Regions from separate parts of the Mus musculus genome. Here region 1 is linked to region 2. Evidence: chromatin contacts called from public Micro-C data. All regions are on one chromosome and are shown on one strand. Each heading gives the region's core, a stretch centred on a gene start, on an enhancer-like site or on the middle of the called end of the contact. The rest is flanking DNA. Distances are from core to core; before and after follow the strand shown. Region 1 holds the start of Nol4l (nucleolar protein 4-like). Region 2 overlaps Nol4l (nucleolar protein 4-like).

Evidence for each region. Hi-C and Micro-C count contacts between places; a contact is called where the count stands out from the background.
Region 1: a contact with region 2 is called in a Micro-C map of the G1E-ER4 cell line, with 2.2 times the contacts expected there. The contact joins the promoter of Nol4l here to the enhancer-like site in region 2. A contact is called at or near these places in 14 of 39 promoter capture datasets (the C10 cell line, the HPC-7 cell line, cranial neural crest and 8 more), 3 of 15 datasets of contacts at CTCF or cohesin (CD8 T cells, large pre-B cells and pro-B cells), 52 of 484 Hi-C or Micro-C datasets (the C10 cell line, CD4 T cells, CD8 T cells and 35 more), 24 of 115 datasets of contacts at active chromatin or transcription factors (the 230-238 cell line, CD4 T cells, the HPC-7 cell line and 16 more) and 6 of 9 other capture datasets (adipose tissue, embryonic stem cells, embryonic tail and 3 more).

The regions. Positions count from the first base shown.
Region 1 is chr2:153,528,036-153,531,818 of GRCm38.p6, forward strand. Nol4l (nucleolar protein 4-like) reads right to left here and starts at 1,936. Exons shown (of 11, transcript NM_001134300.2): 1 at 1,407-1,936. The coding sequence starts at 1,727.
Region 2 is chr2:153,494,855-153,498,262 of GRCm38.p6, forward strand. The region is part of intron 1 of Nol4l (nucleolar protein 4-like); the gene reads right to left. It also overlaps 4930404H24Rik. Among named protein-coding and RNA genes, the nearest start is that of Nol4l, 33 kb to the right of the region's middle. Within about 2 kb of position 1,732, at least 62 of the 459 cell types and tissues checked have an H3K27ac peak or open chromatin away from gene starts, as enhancers often do. A contact at or near this core is called in the G1E-ER4 cell line, the MNK3 cell line, the SCID.adh cell line and 12 more, where this site is marked.

The DNA of each region.
Region 1 (3,783 bases), core at 686-3,185, 33 kb after region 2:
CCCTCTGCGCTCGCGGCTCCCACTCCCCGCGGCCTGCAGCCCCGTCCCCTGGGCGCGGGGGGGTGGGGGGAGGCGCCTCGGGCTCCACTCTGCCTCCTGCCTCCCTCCCTCGCGGTCCCCTCACCCCGCGGGCCCGGCCCGGGCGGCCGCCGGAGGGGGAGGGGACAAGTGCACTTTTCGTAACGACCGAATCAATTGTGTGTGAAGAGCCCGCTCCGGCCGGGGACAGGGCTGAGCGCGGGGCGGGCGCGCCGGACGGGGGAGGAGCGCGGAGGGGGGAGCGGGGGAACAGGGAGGAGGGAGGCCGGCGCGGGGCGGCCGGGCTCTAGTGCTCCGGCCGGGCGAGGCCAGGGAGGGGCGGCGGGGAGGAGAGCTAGGCTGGCCCGACCGGGCCGGGGACCGAACACACTACCCGAAGGTCTGGGCAACGGAAAGTTCAAAGCTCAGCAGCGCCCCGAGAGCAGCCGCCCCCCCCCAGCCCCCACCCTCTGCAGAACAATGAGGTCCCGGAGGGGGGAGCCGCGGGGCCCAAGCCTCACGCCCTCTCGGGGCGCCCCGAACCGAAGGGGATGCCCCCGCCCGGCCACTGGCCACCAGCCTCCTTTCCCGGGGCTGCGGTTACCCGCCCCCCTCCCCAGCGCCAACCGGGCCAGCCTGAGAGACGGGGGAGGGGAGGGGATGAATAGGTCATGCCGCCCCCGTCCCAGGGTGGGGGGAGCGCGGGGCCCGGGGGGCGGCGGGGACGCCCCACCCACCCTTGGGAGGCTGCTCCTGCGCCAGGCTGCGGCTCTGGCTGCCCCTCCCCGGGCCAGTGCCGGGTGGGGTCGGGGCGACAGTGCCAGGGCTAGCCCCCTCCCCTAGTGCGGGGAGGCCCAGTGGACTCCCCGTCCCGCCGCTGCCCCTGCCTCCCCACCCCCGCAGCACCACCCTACACACACACACATAGATACACGCGCGCGCGCACACACACACACACACACACACGCACACACACACCGCCCAGCCGGCCCGGGGGCGGGAGCGCGAGGCGCCCGGGACAGGCGGCCTCCGGGCGGGAGGGGGGGAGGCTGGAGCTCCGTAGCAGCCGCCTGCTGGCTGGGGGGAAAGGGGGAGGGGAGGGGACGAGAGGACAGAACACGCTGGGGTGAGCAGCCCGGGACAGCCCGCCCGTCACGGCCATGGCCCGATCAGCGGCGCAGAGGGGGCAGGGACGCCCCAAACCCCGAGCGCTGCCCGGGCGGGCCAGGGAGGGCTAGTGAGCAGGGACACGCACGCCCCGGGTGGGCTAGACACACGGACAACCCCAGAAACACACCATTCGGACACACATCCACACCCCCACCCCGCCCCCGCCCTCCCCAATCCCGGCCACGGGACTAGCCCGCGGCCGCCGCGCGCGCACTCACCGAGCCCGTCTTGACCGGCACATACACCACTTGGCCCATCTTGGGTTCCCGGCCGCTGCCCAGGCGGAAGCCCTTGGAGCGCACCCAGAACTGGAACTTGCCTTTCTCGCCCGCCGCCGGGCCGCTGCCCGCGCCGGTCCCGCCGCCACCCTGCAGGACCTCGGCGATCCGCTGGTATTTGCTGCGTGTCACTGTCTTGGTTTTAGCCGAGTCGCCGTAGGTGCGCAGGCACCAGTCCCGGAACTGGCGGCCCAGCTCCGAGTCCCCGGGGCTGCGCTCGCGCTCCCAGCCCCCGCGCAGCAGCAGCGTCGGCTTCGGCATCCTCCCGCCGCGCCCGGCGCCCTCGGGGGCGGGCCGGCCACCGGGCCGCCCGGTGCTGGAACTGGGCTGGGCTGGGCCGGGCTGGGCAGGGGCGCGCCGCGGCCCGGGCTGTCCCGCGGTGTGGCTCTGGCGCGGCTGCTGGATGGGCGCGGGCGGCGGCCGGACGCGCGGGGCTGCGGCGCGCTCTGTCCTGCTCGGGCGGCGGCGGCGGCGGCGGCGGCGTTGGCGGCGGCGGCTCCGACTCGCCTCCTGCTCCGCCTCCTCCTCCCCCCGGCCGGGATGCAGGAGAGATGGAGGCAGCTCCGGGCCCGGAGGTGCAGAGGGGGCGGGCCGCCCCGCGGGCGGCCAGGGGAGGCGGGAGGCGGGGAGCGGCCCCGGGCACGGGGAGCGAGACCGAGCCTGGGCGCGGGCGGCAGCGGTGGCTGTCAGCTTGCGCGGCTCATCCTGCTCCTGCTCTGGCTCCGGCTGGGGCTCCCGCTGCTGCTGCTCTTCCTCCTCCTCCTCCTCCTCCTCCCGCGCCCGCCTCCACCACGCCGCGGGATCCCACCTGTTAGAGCGGCGCAGGCTGCGCCGCCGCCCGCCCCCCTCCCTCCCGCGCCCGCGCGCCCAGCCCCGCCCGGCCCGGCCCCTGGGGGCGCGGGGGCTGCTGCACCCGCAGCGGCCGGGAGGGCAGCAGCGGCAGGCGCGCGGTACCCAGCTAGGGATCGTGTTCCATCCGGCTGGTTCGGCCCACAGCCTGGAAGGCCGCACTCTGTCGGGACGGGCTGACTGTCCCGCAGGCAGTAGGGCACAGATCATAGCCCAGACACTGGCGTCCCCAGCCTCCCCGATTGGGTCGTCTTAGCCGAGGTAGCCCAACCCTGGCGGTGTGGGACAGGCTCCTCTCCTCACTCCTGCAATTGGCCTGACCGCTCTGGTGTCAGTATGGGTGCCAGAATAGGAATGTTCCCCCGGGGGGGGGACCCCAAGCCACCACCCTTTGGACCCCCAAACTTTCTCTCCTTCCACCTCATCTGAATTCCCCCAAGATTGGCCGGCCTTGCCTTAGTGTAGGTGGGGGTGGGTAGCCCCAGGCCCTATAGAAGTCACCTTGTCCGGTGGCCTTCCTGGTGCCAACCTCACTGAGCCTCTGAAGACCTTGAACACACCCACAAACCCATTCTGAGAAGCCTGACCTTCCCGGATGCACCTTGGCCTAGAATCCCTTGGAGAATAAACTTAGTGATCTCACACCCCCTCCCACCTGAGCAGATCTGACCAGTGTAGAACTTCCTCCTCCCCTATGAATTATAAGCATAAATAAAGGTTCAAGTCAATCCTCGAAGATTTCTGCCTTCCTTTCTTATCAGGGCATAAGAAATTACTGCATTATCCTTTCTGCTGTCCCCTGGCGGCCACCCCCATGTCATCAGGCCACTCTTACAGACACATTATCACTCAAGAGTTGAGTCCCAGAACAGGATCATTTTCTGCCTAAGAACTCCAAGGTGCCCATACCCGAGTCATTGAGACAATTGTGTGCCAGGCCCTGGCAGCTGTGAAGCCATCCCCATCTTAGAGAAGGGGGCCTCGGGATTCGAGAGGTGGCCTGATCTACTCAAGGTCATGAGAAAGAGGGAGATGGGGTGTGAGTTTCGGCTCAGTTCTGCCTGACACCCGCTACCATTTCACACATATGCCTCCCCTCTCAGGTGGGAGCTACAGCTCGCTCCCCACACCCCTCCAGCCAGAGTCTCCAGATGCTCAGGGCCCATATCTGACTCATCCCTGAATTTCCCGGCCCTGGTACAGCATCTGGCACACAGTAGGTGCCAATAAATGCTGGGAAGAACCTAAGGGGTCTTCCAAGTTCCAACCTCTCTGTATGTCACATAGATTATTTTTAGATAATTTACATTTCCATGTTACTTTATATACGCCAACAACTCCACACTCACTTTTCCTCCTCATCTTCCCAAGATCTCTTTTTGGATCCCTGCTGCTATACCCACTTTAAAGAGGTGGCCACTGGGAGCTGGGCGTGGGGATAAAAGAGGCAGAAAGATTGAGTTCAAGG
Region 2 (3,408 bases), core at 482-2,981:
AAGCAGCCAGCCTGTCCAGGTGTGACCCCAGCTTGCCACTGAACAACTGGGTCAACTCCTCAGCAGGGCATCTAGGTGAACAGCCTGTGGGACAGGACATTGCTGTGTAGAAAGCCACTGCGCTTCCCTAGATGCTGGGCACGAGGAAGTGACCTGGAAAACCCTGTGCTTGGAAGCGGACCTAGATTCCAGGCTCAACAAGTGAACTGCTCTGGGCCCTCCTGGCTCCACATCTGGGGAATGGGTTCAGAACCTCATGGTCAGCTGTGATGTCCATGGGCTAGCCTTACGCACTGTAGGCATACTGTGTGTAGGCACTCTATAGTTCTCCATTGACATTCTCCGGGCTCTGCCTCTAAACCACCAGCTCTGCCCCAGGGGCATCTCTTCTCTCTGACCTTCTCCTTGAGTTGGTTTTGGTTTTTTGTTTTTGTTTTGTTTTGTTTTGTTTTCCCAAGACAGGGTTTCTCTGTGTAGCCCTGGCTGTCCTGGAACTCACTTTGTAGACCAGGCTGACCTCGAACTCAGAAATCTGCCTGCCTCTGCCTCCTGAGTGCTGGGATTAAAGGCATGTGCCACCAGGCCCAGGCTGGTTTTTTTTTTGTTTGTTTGTTTGTTTTTTGTTTTTTAACTCTTTAGGCAACTCCGAGCTCCATGCTTTGGTGACCTTGGACAAGTCTGCTTATTATGGTCTGTATTTATGAAGGGGTAGTAAGAGGTGGATAAGGGGCTGTCTGGGTCTTAAGATACAGTAGAAGCTGGGTGTGGTGGCTCACGCCTTTAATCCCAGCCCTTGGGAGGCAGAGGCAGGCGGATTTCTGAGTTCAAGGCCAGCCTGGTCTACATGGTCTACAGAGTGAGTTCCAGGTCAGGCAGGGCTATACAGAGAAACCCTGTCTCGAAAAACAAACAAACAAACAAAGACACAGTAGAACCTGACTGGGCACCGCTCTTCTTTCCAACCCTTCACCATCCCTATCCCTCTGCACTATCGGGTATGGAGAGGTGGGGGCCCCTCTTCTTGGTAACTCTGTTTAACCCTAGATAACTGTTCTCCTGCTCCTCAGCTGGCGCTGATATGAGCTGAATCCAATTTCCTGCCACCCAAAAGCCACTTCCTGCCAAACTTGAGCTGATACCAGAAGAACTTGTTTTCTGTACACAGAGCAGTCCCTGGTGGGGCTGCTTCTGCCTCGGCCAGTCCACCTGGTAGGACTGGGTTGTGGAGGATGGGGCCTCTGCCCTCTCACCTACTGCACCCACCTGTACCGCCAGCCATCCCAGCCAGGAGTCCCACTGGACTCAGACAGGCATGTTTAGGCCATGGCACATAGCCACAAAGAGCCAGTCTGAGAGCACTGTGTGTGGGCAAGACCACAGGAAAGGCGAGTGACCGTCAACAAAGGAATACACGCACAGTTCCATACACCAACCCATGACCATACGGAGTCACAGGACAGTCTCATATAATTAAATGCAGTCACACCCACGGTGCATAGAACCAGAACCCTTTGCTTCATACACACGCACCGAAAGCGAGCATGAGTGTCTGCCTGGGCAGGGCCTTGGGCTAACCCTCGTCAGAACAGCTGGAATCATACCATCATTGTGCACACATTACAGATGTGTAAGCCAAGGCAGCCCATAGGGGCACCTTCCACACACATACTGCTTCCTCAGCCTGGGGTGCCTTCTGGCTTATTCCTTTAGCACTGTCTAGTCACGTGACTCTTCCACAAACTCAGGCAGTCCCTGCTCACTTCCTCAGAGTCTGGGTCATCTCCCTTTCACTTTAAGGGACAAAGGAGACACAGCATTTTGTTGGCTTCAGCCATGTTCTGTTCTGTGGCACAGAGAACATGCTCAGGAAGAGCCTAGTAAGGACAGACCCTGGACTGGAACCCAGGACACCCTGAGGCTGGAGCTAATTTCTGTGTTACTGTGCTTTTCATACTTCCAGAAGCCCCTTTAGCAATGGTGATGGATGAATGAATGAATGAATGAATGACCCAAACTCTCAAGATACCAGGCCAGTGATCCCCAGGCTAACCTCCTTCATTTCCTGGCAGTGTGGACAGGAGCCAAGCTCCAGGCCCCTTGGATAGTGGCAGGGCTGACGGCCGCCTAAAGCCGGCTGTCAGAAGCTTGTCTGGCCAGAGCTGCCAGCAGGGGAGACCAGCTGGCAGTGCAGGGTCCATCGGCCCAGGCCTGGAATCTGAGACGCCCTCAGAGGCCCAGCTCTTCTTTGGGCCCCCACAAACTGGCCTTTGTTCTTGGGCTAGCCAAGACCGGCAGCTTGGGCTTTCTCTCTGCCTGCCTGCGGCACCCGCGCTGCGCTGGCGAGGTAAATGGGCCAGCCTCCCCTCTGTCCACGTCCAGGACGTTGCTTCAGAACTAAATGGAGATGTAATTTTCTATACAAATCCATGACAATTTAGATGGAGTGATTGTAATTGGCTTTTCAATGGAGGTTTTGTCCGGCGCTGGTGGCTAGAACTGGGTGGCCTGTTTGAGGCAGGCTCCATTTAAATGACAATAAAGCCATAATATTGAGGACTTGTCCAGCGCCCAGTGCCCCTCCTGAGCCCTTGGGGAGCCTCATGTTTATGGATCTGTCCCTTCCCTAGGGCTGTCTGGGCAGGAGGGTGCTGGGGTCACCGTGGCTAGGAGAGGGGTTGGCTGCATATTCGGGACCATATCCCCCAACTACCTACCAGTTCCCTCAATTTGTTATGAACCCACTAGCCAGTCTGTCCAGGGCTGGAGGCTAGCCCTAGTGTTGGGGTGCTAATAATCTCCCAGGTAAGTCAGCTGGAAGGTTCTGCAATGCCTCAATATGTCATGGTGTGGTACACATGACCAGGCCCTCTTTGGCCCACAGGCCAAGGCCTGACCCTCTTGTGACTGGCTTCTTGAATGTCTGTACCTCAGTGTCTCAGCCCTGCGGTAGGGTGCGGTAGACATCCCAGAGGGGACAGCATGCACATGGGCTCAACCTGGCATGTGAAAGGTACTATATATAATCATTGCTGGGACTCACTCACTGTGCCCGCTCAGGCAGACTGGCTAGTGACTTCAGGCTCTGCAAATTTCCACTGGCTTCTCTTTAACAAAGGGCTTTTCTAGGAGTTGACCCCACCAGGTTCTGAAGATTAATGCTAGGGTGTGTTCAAGCACCTAACACAGGCCAGGCTCCAAGAATGACAGTTCTCCTCACTACAGTTTCCGCCTCCAGCAGCATCTATGGAGAACTGCACTTGAGTGTGCAGACCCCACAGCATGAGAACCAAGCTGACAGGAGCCCCCGTGGGGATGTCTCTGCTGCCTAAAGATGCTATGGGAAGGACTGATCTCGAGGAGGCTGCACGAAAGAAGGCTTCACAGAGGATGTGATAACTGCCTGGACCA